Linked DNA regions of Danio rerio: region 1 is linked to region 2. The links are chromatin contacts, called in public Micro-C maps. All regions are on one chromosome and are shown on one strand. Each heading gives the region's core, a stretch centred on a gene start, on an enhancer-like site or on the middle of the called end of the contact. The rest is flanking DNA. Distances are from core to core; before and after follow the strand shown. Region 1 holds the start of ccdc85cb (coiled-coil domain containing 85C, b). Region 2 overlaps ccdc85cb (coiled-coil domain containing 85C, b).

Region 1 (2,700 bases), core at 43-2,542, 36 kb after region 2:
TTTTCAAATATTGTATAAATCACAATTTTCAAAATGTAAACCCTTATATGACTGGTTTTGTGGTCCACGGTCACATATCTGATAGAAGTTACTTTGAACAACTCCTGGGTGACACATAAACAGCCTCAGAGATAAAAGACATGCACTAAAAGCCATAGCAATACTGATATCAAAGGTTTTCAAAAATGGCGGCAGCAGAGATATGAATCTACACTCACCATTAAGTCCAGCGGGGATGCTCCTGTGATGATGCGGGGCCGACAGATCATCCATTGATCTTCTCACAGTGCCAATCTTCGCTTCTACAGTCTTGTGGATATGGTTATGATGATGATCTGGACTGCCAGCGCTTCCACCGCTGGATGTGCTGCTCCCATCGCCAACATCTCTTACAGTGCCCGATCCTCCGTTCAGGTTGCTCAGGCTGGACTGGCTGTCAATAGAACTCCTCGATCCAGCTCCATTCCTGTCCTCGTCCAACATGAGAATGATGTCTTTCAGCTCTGCGTTCTCCCGCAGAACGTTTTCCTGGTTGATCTCCAGCTCCTTGAGCTTCTGCTGATAGGTGCTCACCTCCTTCCATACGGAGCTCGCCGTGAACTTCCCAAACCTCTGCCATTCCCGAGACAGCTTCTTACCTTTCTGCCGGTCGTCGTCCAGAAAGCAGCAGAGTTCCCTGAGCTCCTGGTTGTCGTCTTGCAGTTTCTGGTTGATCTCCTTGAGATTGCGAATCTCGTGGAGGTGCACCTGCAGACTGCGGTTGACATCCTTCATCATGTTGCTATGCTCCAGCATCAGGCTCATCTTCTCACCATCAACCCTCCTCAGTCTCCTGATCAAGTCTTCTTTGCTCCACCTGACCAGTTCCTCGTCTGGGATCTTACTCAGGTCATCATTAGGACAGTGTTTGGCCATCATGGCTCTCGCTTACAGTCTCGGAGTATTAAAATACTCAATGTAAATGTGACAGTGTTGCTCTTCGCACCACGAAAACGCAATAAGACTCGTTTAAAAACAAAATACTCATGCGTTAGATTCTATATTTACACGTACAGGAGAAATTTAATAACAAATGTGTTCCCAAACCATTAACGTTACTTTTAATGGTGCCGCACTTACCGACAATTCTGGAATCATCCATGTATTTACATGTCCTAAAATATCCGCGAGATGTGTATCCACAACCATGGTTTAAAATGAAACGATGTTTTTTTCTTTCTCGAGGCAAACAAATAATATTTTAGATCATGTGTGATCTTACAGGTTTCAAGAGCTGCGTTTCAAAATATTCACAACCATAAACACCGCCTTCGTTCAAAAACACACACACTAACATCCGTGTTGTCAGTCATCGAAAGCCCCAAAACGATGTATAGGAGGATTTTTCCTGAGTGTTTGCCAGTGTCGGGTTCTGCTCTTTCCTTGGACTGGTGTGTGTGTGAATTGATCCGAGCGGCTCTGAGCAGGTTCAGAGATGAGAGGCAAAAGGCAGGACCTGCCCTCTTAAAGAGACAGTGTCCTCACTGTCCCGCGCCGGTGTAAAATGAAAAGATTAAATGAAAAGATTATAAATAAAAGATAAATAAAAGATTATATTGTCTTTTTCTAAAAAAAAATAAATAAAGAATTAAATACACAATAACAATTATTATTATTATCATTATTATTCACGCCGGTGTAAAATAAAAAGATTAAATAAAAAGATTATGAATAAAAGATAAATAAAATATTATATTGTCTTTTTCTAAACAAATACAGAATTAAATAAACAATAACGATTATTATTATTATTATTATTATTATTATTATTAATATTATTATTATTATTATTATTATTATTATTATTATTATTATTCACGCCGGTGTAAAATAAAAAGATTAAATAAAAAGATTATGAATAAAAGATAAATAAAAGATTATATTGTCTTTTTCTAAACAAATACAGAATTAAATAAACAATAACGATTATTATTATTATTATTATTATTATTATTATAATTATTATTATTATTATTCACGCCGGTGTAAAATAAAAAGATTAAATAAAAAGATTATGAATAAAAGATAAATAAAAGATTATATTGTCTTTTTCTAAACAAATACAGAATTAAATAAACAATAACGATTATTATTATTATTATTATTATTATTATTATTATTATTATTATTATTATTATTATTATTATTATCATAATTATTATTCACGCCGGTGTAAAATAAAAAGATTAAATAAAAAGATTATGAATAAAAGATAAATAAAAGATTATATTGTCTTTTTCTAAACAAATACAGAATTAAATAAACAATAACGATTATTATTATTATTATTATTATTATTATTATTATTATTATTATTATTATTATTATTATTATTATTATTATTATTATTATTATCATAATTATTATTCACGCCGGTGTAAAATAAAAAGATTAAATAAAAAGATTATGAATAAAAGATAAATAAAAGATTATATTGTCTTTTTCTAAACAAATACAGAATTAAATAAACAATAACGATTATTATTATTATTATTATTATTATTATTATTATCATTATTATTCACGCCGGTGTAAAATAAAAAGATTAAATAAAAAGATTATGAATAAAAGATAAATAAAAGATTATATTGTCTTTTTCTAAACAAATACAGAATTAAATAAACAATAACGATTATTATTATTATTATTATTAATATTATT
Region 2 (2,700 bases), core at 54-2,553:
CATTACAGGGCCAAAACATCTGCAGCGCGTTGTGTGTGTGTGTGTGTCTGTGTGTGTCTGTGTCAGGGGTGGAGTGAGCGACGTATCTGAGTAGGGGCGAGAGGGGTGTGCAATGTATTTAACGACCGGTTTGCGAGAAATTATCATTCATTTGCAGGCATTTGGGAGTCTCTGTGCACTTGCGGGATACTCCTAGTCGTAGCAACTGGATGAATGTTAAGGAGGATTAAACAAAATTGTTTCTACTCTATAATGTTCTCAACTCACAGCAATAAAACTTTACAATGAGTGCAACAGTTTCTATTCTATAGTTTATTATTATAATTTTTCATTTTCCATATTTGCAATATCTGTATTTTGGCATTTTTTTTGCAGTCCACTTAGAATCCAACATGGAAATCAATGTTTTCTTTATTGGCATTGATTGTTTTGAAATTTAAATGTCATTAACATGCCTGTGTTTTCATTTCTGTAATAAATATGGCTGTCAAGCCAGGATCTTGATGGTTTTGTGTGGGTATGTTGTTTACATGGAGAAATCTGTGTTACAAGTTAAACAAAAATTCTATCAAACAATTATATTTTGAATTTAAGCATTTTTTGTCTTGCGTTTACATTAATTTTACATTTAAATAGCCAAAATTACAAGTTTCAGTATTTTAAATGCGATTAATCGCGATTAATTTTTTTTAAAAGGTGCGATTAATTAGTGAATTTTTTAATTGATTGACAGCACTTATATATATATATATATATATATATATATATATATATATATATATATATAAATAAATATATATATATAAATATATATATATATATATATATATATATATATATATATATATATATATATATATATATGTATATATATATATATATATATATATATATGCAGCATCATTAATTTGACCAATTTCACCCATTATTCTGCTGCTTTTAGTTCATTCCTTTCTTGCACACACAAGCAGTAGTCAGCTCCAAATGTATTGAGAGACAGCACAGCGAAATCATATTCAAATCAATCTGACGTGCTGATCAGCTATTTGTGCATGTTAGCTCAGTGAACTGACATGGAAGTATTTGTGTGTGGCGGCACGACGCGGATGAGCGCATTGGGGGGTGGGGGAGCGAGTCTGTCCCTCTCGCTTTGTCGCTTCCAATCGCATCAGCAACGCTATGACCCACTTCCATAGCCGACACTGCGGCACAAGGCTCACGCGGGAATCTTCAGGAAAGGCCGCATGGGCAGCAACTGTGAAGCTGTCTTCGTGACATCACAGGCAGCCCCTCCTAACGGCAGTCACACCCAAAGCCCACAAAACGCAGCAGGGGTTTCAGATAAATTCCAACACGCTGATGTGGACACTGCTAATGTCCACATTTTTTAAGGTGTAAGGTTGGGGAAAGAAAACACAGACTAGTATGAAAATTATACAACCTATTAAAAGTTTGAATGTCACCGACAATTCACAAAAACAAACCTGTTTGTGTGTGTGTGTGTATGTTTGAATGAATCTTGAAGGAAAGCAAAAAAAATAAAAAATAGCAGGAGGGAAATATCTCAGTGCAAGCTTTCGATGGGTGTGTGCACGAAGTTGCTGGATCAATTGCTGCAAGATGTGGCAGTCCAAGCAGAAACAACAGTCCGTACAGTAATTCATTCCATACTGTCTGACCTCATTCTGTTAGAAAACTACAGCTCGGCGGACAATGAAACTTAAATTAAAGAGAGATGGGAGGGAGGGAAAGAACTAAACTCAATCTGTCTGAGTTTGGATTTCAAGCTTGGCTAAAAAGAAAGTCGGAAAATAAATCACGTTGATGCACAAGCTTTCTGGTCTTCATTATAAGAACAGGAAAGTAAGAGCAGAAGAAAAGAATGTTTGAAAAAATATAAACAGGGTAGGCATACATGCATTTGGATACTGAATCTTGACTGGAATTCCACAGGCTTATAATGAGTTATCACTATTATTATTGCTCTGTTAGGGATTTGAACAAACTAGCTTTACATATTCAAGCATATAATAGCGTGATTTTTTTATTAATTTATATTTTTAGTTTTTTTCTTAACATTTATTTAAAGATTTGCAATGACAGAACAGTGGTATACAGTAGGTGTCTCATGTCATCATATACAATTATACAGCTATCTGTTAAACAATCGTCCACCGGCTTGTAATTCAAGTTTTTTTGAAGGGTAAAATTAACGAAACATAAAAAAATATATAAATAAAACTAAAACAAAAATAGACTTTCAATGTACAATTCTCCAAAAAGTCCTATAAAGCAGAGATTCTCAAGCTTTTTCACTTTGGGGCCTACTTCTTTCTCCGATCAATTTTTGAAGGCCCATCAATCTGATATTTTCTCTAAAATGTTTGTATGAAATGCTCATTTAAACCTTTATTTATAAAAAAATAAACTGAAACATATATATATATATATATATATATATATATATATATATATATATATATATATATATATATATATACATATATATATATATATATATATATATATATATATATATATATATATATATATATATATATTAGGGCTGTCAAAATTAGCGTTAACACACATGATTAATTTTAAATATATAACGCGTAAAAACCCCTCAAAAATCGCAGTTGAGACTTTTTTTTTTCAGCCAATGATGAACTTCCGGTGAAAGCTTTATGTGAATATTTT

The links. A called contact is a pair of places that touch in the nucleus more often than the background predicts.
Region 1: a contact with region 2 is called in a Micro-C map of caudal fin, with 2.2 times the contacts expected there. The contact joins the promoter of ccdc85cb here to the enhancer-like site in region 2. A contact is called at or near these places in 2 of 18 Hi-C or Micro-C datasets (caudal fin and an unstated tissue).

The regions. Positions count from the first base shown.
Region 1 is chr20:5,379,213-5,381,912 of GRCz12tu, forward strand. It overlaps ccdc85cb (coiled-coil domain containing 85C, b), which reads right to left and starts at 1,293. Exons shown (of 7, transcript NM_001002628.1): 1 at 219-1,293. The coding sequence starts at 915.
Region 2 is chr20:5,343,393-5,346,092 of GRCz12tu, forward strand. The region is part of intron 1 of ccdc85cb (coiled-coil domain containing 85C, b); the gene reads right to left. Among named protein-coding and RNA genes, the nearest start is that of ccdc85cb, 36 kb to the right of the region's middle. Within about 2 kb of position 1,304, at least 20 of the 62 cell types and tissues checked have an H3K27ac peak or open chromatin away from gene starts, as enhancers often do.